Linked DNA regions of Mus musculus: region 2 is linked to region 1. A link is a contact called in public Hi-C data. All regions are on one chromosome and are shown on one strand. Each heading gives the region's core, a stretch centred on a gene start, on an enhancer-like site or on the middle of the called end of the contact. The rest is flanking DNA. Distances are from core to core; before and after follow the strand shown.

Region 1 (3,462 bases), core at 399-2,898:
GGACCTCACACATGTGGTGCGTGGTTGGTGTCCGTCTGTCTAGGGAGTCCAGTGACATCCATTAAGCCATTCCGGGACTGCTTTCATGGAGGTGCTCACAGGTCCCCATGAGTACTATGCAAAATTAAGCCCTGCCCCCAAAGACGCTTAATGACTTGATTATTATAATACATTTGTAAACGTTGCTTGGGCAAAGCAGATCAAATGATGAAGAGCCCAGGATGAGAGATAATGGAAAGATTTTGGAAACACAGAAGAGAAGGGAAGAACAGAGCTCGGCCTTTCCCATTCTCATCATGTAGCATGCTGGGGCCAAGGCCGCTTCTCCACTTTTCAGCACCCAGCTTCCATGTCACAGAACTGACCCGCTCTCAGCAGGAACTGACAATGTAAATCCATGGTGGCCGTGAGGTTTCTACAGCTGCCAAATGGACTTACCAACTTCTCAGGCCACCTACTCCTTTATACAAGCTGAGTTTCCCCAAGTATGGAAAGCTTTCTGTTGGCAACTATGTGGGGGCGGGGATCACATAGCATTCATCTGAGGTTCCCTCTGGAGGTCTCTAGTCTTCCTTTCCCATGAAAGTTTCATGGAATTATCTTTAGAAAGTTTTTTTTTTTGAAAATTTTATACAATATATTTTAAATATTCTTATATTCTTTCCTCTTCTTCAAGACCTCCTAGGCCCCTTCTCTTCACCCCCAACTTCTTATTTTTTCTCTCTCATAAAAACCAAAACAAACAAAAGCATTTAAAAAAATCCGTGACGTTCTATTGTGTTGGCTGACTAGGACTGAACACGGGGCCTGCCTTGCCGTGTGTTTGAAATATCACTCTGTTAAGAAAACGGATTTTCCCTCTCCCAGAAGCTATCAGTTGCAAGTCGCTTCTTGGTTAGGGGTGAGACTTTGCGGCCATGTCTCTTCTCATTTTTGTGTCTGACTTGGGCTTGTGTGTGTTTTGAGAGTCCATATGAGCCCTGTTGTGCTTGCAAACTGTTTCCTCGAAGTCACCCACCATCTCTGACATCTCTTTGCAGCCTTTCCACCTCCTCTTCTACACAGAGCCCTGAATAGCACAATCTTCAGCTGGCTCCTCTCTTAACTCATGCTAAATCCCACCACCAAGCTTTTTGGCCCTATTCAGAATTTAGAGTTTTATTTTCAAACTTTGTACTTGCGTTCTAGTACGACATCAGATACTTAAAAAGAAATGTTGGTCGCTTTAAAAATCAGTATAATGTATGTACAGTATGGTGAGCTTCATTCATACGCTCGACCAAAAGATGTAGAGCATCTACTGCGTGCCAAGGTTGCTCCAATGTGTACTCAGGGGAAAGAAGGGCCCTTCCTTGGTGGAGCTTCAGTTTCAATGGTAGAGGCCTGACCTGGCAGGGGATGGCTGGATGGAGGAGTTTGGCTTCTCGACCTGGGGATGACACCCACCTGTTCGCCAGCCTCCCTCCCTCACCACAGGCCTGGGAATGCTGGAGTCTGGGGTTATGTGATGGTTCACATGCAGAGTCCCTTCCTTCCCTAGGAGACACAGCTGGTGGCCTGGGGTCCCCGGGGTGCCGCGGCTGGCACCGGCCCCGAGCCACTGTAGGGCAGTGGTTGGGGCCCGGCTCCTCCTCCCCTTCCTCCGCGGAGGCTGACGTGGAGGCAGCGGCGCGGGCAGCCGCGGGAGGCGGCGGCGCGGAGGCTCGGAGGTTCCTGGCCCTCTCCGGGCTGCGCGGGGCCGGGGTGGCGGCGGCGGCGGCGGCGACAGGAGCAGGAGGAGGAGAAGGGAGGCGGTTGTGCAGCCCGCCCGCGCACGCAGGAGGGGACATGGACGGCGATCGGACCGAGAGCGACTGGCAGGGGCTGGTGAGCGAGGTGAGGCCGGGGCTCCGGATCGGCCTCCTGAGCCGCTGCAGCAGGTCCCCAAGCCCTGTGAGCCCGGGTAGCAGGTGGCCGCGGCAGGACCTGCAGGTGCACGGTCCACCCCTCACGTTCGGGCCTGCGGGGGAGCCGCGGTCGCCCGCACCATCTGGTGCCAGGCTTTGGGGAGGGGCCTTTCGCTCGCCAGCGTTTGGCCTAGGATTGGAGAGACTGAGAAGCCCTGGGATCCGGGAGGGGAAAGAGCCAAGCCCCACCTGCCTGCCTAGTCACCACTGTTATGGAGGCAAGCGATTGGATGATTCCCGATGCTGAAAAGGTGACGCCTGAGGGACCATCCGGGCCCTTGGGTAACAACTGGGCAGGTGCAATGACTTGGAGCAGCGGTTTAAGTGAAAGAGTTTGGCATCCTTGCAATGGTTGGTTCATGCGTTCACTTACTCCACTCTCTGAGCTCCTGTTTCCCGCACCTACTATGTGCTGTGAGGTAGTGAAACCATTCATTTCTCAAAGGAAAATGAGACAGGTACAGAGGTGATGTGACCTGTGGATATAGACAACTCCACGCCCTCCCCTGTGAATGGGCCAGAAGGAAGCTTTCAGACTCTTAGGCTGCCTTCTCTCTGATCCACCCAGTTGGTTGGCTCGGGTCAGGCAGCTAGCTTCTCCAGGTGAGAGGGATCCTGATGTCTTCCTTCCCCTAGCAAGCTACCAATTCACCTCCCTCACCTGTATGGACGGCTCCTCCATTATCTAGCCACTTAACACCCAGTGTGTGTAGAGCAATGAACTCCACCACTTAGAGCCACTTAGTTTAGTTCCTTCAAACATTGGTCTAGCACTGGAAGGGGTTATGTCTCGGCCCACGGCCCAGCTCTATCTTCTCTGTCAGGTTATCTTCTCTATCAGGCTTTGTGTCAAGGAATATATCCACTGGGAATCTCATCTCTGGGCCCATCCAGAATCATCTATAGCAGTAAAAGATGATGAAGGTGGGGGTGGGTTCTCCATGGAAGTCCAGGAGTGGGTGCTGACTTAGAAGGTACGGTATTCTTGTTCAGGTAGATCTGTGTTGAGAATGGTCATTCCAAATCAAGCACACTACCTGGCCATGGGGATGCACGCCTGTGGTCCCAGCTCTTGGTAGAGGTAGAGGCAGGAGGATCAGGAGTCCAACCAAAGCCATCCTCTGCTGCATAGCGGGTTCAAAGCTCTCCCTCCAAACAAATAAACAAATAAACAATAAACAATAAACAAGAAGTTACTTACACTCTTCTGCTCTTAGAATGCAGTGGTCCCCAACTCAGGAGACACTTCAGCACCTCCTGCCTTCAGAAAACACATGATGTTTACTAGTATAGTCTGGGAAGAAAGCCACTCAATAAACAATGAAAAACATCTTGAGAAAGGGACTATAATCAAAGCTAAATTGTACCAGGTGTCCCTTCAGGGTGCCGCCCAGTGCCAGGTGTTTATTTGGACTGACCACGTTGCATGGTAGTGAGATTCTAGCTAGACTGGTTTTTAATTGGCTCTCCAAAGCCTATAATTTGAGCTCCATCTACAGAAGGTAATCGATAAAAG
Region 2 (3,462 bases), core at 708-3,207, 39 kb before region 1:
GGAGGAGAGGCAAAGCAGATAGCAAAGTACCTTGAGAAAGGCCTTGCTTCAGTCCTGTGACTCTAGAGAACACTTACATGGGCCATATTCAGAAGGTGAGATGCTAGCTCGGTCCCCTCTTAAGAGGCCCAGCTCTTTGTTTTTGAAACAGGGTTTCTCTGTATAGTCCTGGCTGTCCTAGACCTTGTTCTGAAGACCAGGCTATCCTTGAACCCACAAAAATCTGCCTGCCTTTGTGTGCCCAGCCTGAAACCCAGTTCTCCTTCCTTCCTTCCTTCCTTCCTTCCTTCCTTCCTTCCTTCCTTCCTTCCTTCCTTCCTTCCTTTCTTTCTTTCTTCCTTTCTTTCTTTCTTTCTTTCTTTCTTTCTTTCTTTCTTTCTTTCTTTCTTTTCAAGACAGGGCTTTTCTGTATAGCCCCTGTTGTCCTGGAATTCACTCTGTAGACCAGGCTGGCCTCGAACTTGGAAATCCACCTGCTTCTGCCTCCCAAATGCTGGGATTAAAGACGTGCGACATTAATACCTCTTATTTCCATCACACTGCTAACTCTGTATTTAGGAGGGGACACATGAAACACAGCCTGCCTTGAGTGACCTCTGAAGGAATCCCTGCAGTTAGTGGTAGTCATGGAGCAAACACTCAGCCCTGAGCCAGGCACAGGCACACACTGGTAATGACAGCATTCGGGAGGTAACAGCACATGAGTTTACAAGTTGGCTGCTAGCCTGGGCTTAAGAAACAAAGTTTCTCTTGGATGTAGGGAGCGTGGGAAGGAGATTGTGAGCCCATAGCCTGGGAATAAGGAAAGCTGGCTCCTTCACTTCCCACAAGAGAGCTGGAGGGGGTTGGGCAGGCAACATAACCTGTGAACAAGCACACAGCCTTCCTTCCCACTGAGAGCTCCTCTCCTCACTCTCAGCAGCAGGCTCTCAGAATCCGGCAACTCCCAAAATTTCCTGCTCCAAAACGTCCTGCTGGAGGCTCTGATCAACAGCTTCATTTTTTACCCCCTCTCAAAACAAGGACTTGAACCTAGGATCTGAAAGAATTCATAGCCTCCGTGCTCACTCATTGAGAAATCCTGTACTAAGCATTAGTAACAGCAATTCTTTCCTAAGCACGGGGCATAAAGTCAGAAGAAAAAAAGAAAAGAAAAGAAAAGAAAAGAAAAGAAAAGAAAAGAAAAGAAAAGAGAGAGAGAGAGAGAGAGAGAGAAAGGAAGGAAGGAAGGAAGGAAGAAAGAAAGAAAGAAAGAAAGAAAGAAAGAAAGAAAGAAAGAAAGAAAGAAGGAAAGAAAGAAAGAAAGAAAGAAAGAGAAAATATTGTAGTTTGGCCAAGAGAGACCATGAAACTGGAAGTTCACAAATCAAAAGTGGTCATTACAGACGTTGACAGATTCCCTTAGGGCGTAAAACTGATGGAGGTGGGGGGTGGGGGTGGGGGGGTCTTATGCACCAGGAGGTCAAGTGTGGCAGCTGAGCTGAGCCTGAATGGAGAAGGGCCCAGACACACAAGAACCAGGAAGGAGATAGAGAAGACTAAGAGGACAGAAGGGCTGGATGGAGGGTTATTCTATGGCCAAATCCATTTACACGGTAAAGAAGATGGGCTTTTGCTTTCCCCTGAGAAGCAGGCAGAGGTTTCCAAGCAGGAGAGTGGTAAACAGAGGTCTACAGTGCCCTACCTCATCTCCTGTACTAGGCATCTGCTGAGAGACCTTAACTCTAAACCCATGTGTGCCCCAGTGGACAGACAGCAGTGGAGATGCCCCCAGGGACTCACAGCTTGTACCAGCTTATGGTGAGGCAGTTAAAACATGGAGCCAAAACACTGTGGGTGGCTGTGTTCAGTCCTAGCTCAGTGGAGTTATGAGCACTTGCTGTATACATGCACTGTTGTTGGGTATGCTGTTGTAACGTGGCTGGCTCTCATCCGTACCCTTGGTGACTGAGGAATTATGACCTCAAATCCTGCGTCCGATGACCGGGAGACACAGGGCACTATTTCTAGGAACTGAATCAGAGCTACAAGTCTGCCACCCTGACTCCCCACCAAATCCAAGGCCACTGGGATTCACTGACATCTTCAGAGTGACTTGGTGGTGTTTCATCTGTGGGGCCTACAGCTTCCTGTTCCCTGGCTTTTAGATTAAGGTGGGGACACAGTCCTGTAGAAATGGGGGACACGGAGCTGATGATTCCAGACTTGCCCAGACTTGTTCGGGCCAAGGAGTCTGAGAGTCTCAAACCCCCTCAATGGCAAGAAACCTGCTCCTGGCCACTTTCTGCTATTGCTTTTGGGACACTGTGTGCCTCTTCAGGGCCTAGGCTGACCTAGTTTGACTGTAGGCTGCATAGGAAATCTCCGTTGCAGGATTTGTTCCCGTTTGTTTATCTGCCACTAAAAATACTCCTGAGAAGCAGAGGCACAACTGAACTGACCTTGACTCTCCCTGAAGAGCCCAGGGCAGAAGCTCTTCTGGGCTCCTAACAGGCCGTACTGTACTCCCCAGACAGTCTGACTACTTCCCTCATGCGCTAGTAAAGACACGCCCCCAAACCTGGTATGGTGGCTCTCAGACTCACAGGTCTCCGCAGGTGAAGGCTGGAGAATGTTGAGGTCAAGGCTAGCCTCAGCTACACAGTGAACTTGAAGTTAGCCTGGCCTATATGAGAATCTGTCCTCTGGAGGCTCAGGGGCGAGTTCCCAACTTAGCCCTCCCTAGTGCAAGGCTTTAGGCCATTAGCGGTGTGCCTCTAAAGGGCACTATGGGAACTTCTTCTCTTTTCTCTTTGTCTCTGCCCATAAAGTGAATGGCTTTGCTGAACCATGCGCTCCTGTCCTGATGTTACCACAGACCTAAAGCAATGGTGTCAATCAGTTATGTGCTGAAACCTCCAAAATTGAGAGCCCGAATCAAAACCTTTCCTATTTATAAATTGACTGTCTCAGGTGTTTTTCTCTTTTCTTTTTCTTTTTAAAAAGTTTTTATTATTCTCCCATACAATACATCCTGGCTGCAGCTTCCCCTCCCTCCATTCCTTCCAAAGCAATGGAAAACTGAATAATAAAAACCACTTTGATTGTTTGCAAAAATTTCCAGAGGTAAGTCTATTATTGATTTCAAATTTAACTCCACTGTGGTTAGAGGACACATCTGGTGCAACCCGAGTCCTTTAATAGTTTTTAGGTGCTTTTACCATTCCTATGTGCTAGAGGCTGTCCTTGGGTTCGCTGGCTCTGTTCTGTCACTTCCACTGCAGACTGCTGGGGTAGCAAACGTTTTGTCACTTCTAGTGAAATAGAGAAATGCAAGCATTCTGATCATGACGCTTCCCGCGGCAAACCAATACTGAGGACACAATCCTGGTCAGGGTGAAGTTGTCCGTTTGGCGCCAGAAGGCATCAGATGAAATCTATTGGCTTCCAAGTGGCTGTTGGACTTCTCAAGAAATGGTGCCA

Evidence for each region. Hi-C and Micro-C count contacts between places; a contact is called where the count stands out from the background.
Region 2: a contact with region 1 is called in a Hi-C map of cardiomyocytes, with 1.8 times the contacts expected there. The contact joins the enhancer-like site here to the promoter of Ccdc149 in region 1. A contact is called at or near these places in 10 of 484 Hi-C or Micro-C datasets (Sertoli cells, cardiomyocytes, cerebellum and 5 more), 4 of 115 datasets of contacts at active chromatin or transcription factors (embryonic stem cells, heart atrium and neural progenitor cells) and 2 of 9 other capture datasets (adipose tissue and liver).

Annotation. Positions count from the first base shown.
Region 1 is chr5:52,469,764-52,473,225 of GRCm38.p6, reverse strand. Ccdc149 (coiled-coil domain containing 149) reads left to right here and starts at 1,648. Exons shown (of 13, transcript NM_001379231.1): 1 at 1,648-1,875. The coding sequence starts at 1,828.
Region 2 is chr5:52,508,591-52,512,052 of GRCm38.p6, reverse strand. No RefSeq gene overlaps it. Among named protein-coding and RNA genes, the nearest start is that of Ccdc149, 39 kb to the right of the region's middle. Within about 2 kb of position 1,957, at least 20 of the 459 cell types and tissues checked have an H3K27ac peak or open chromatin away from gene starts, as enhancers often do. A contact at or near this core is called in adipose tissue, cardiomyocytes and heart atrium, where this site is marked.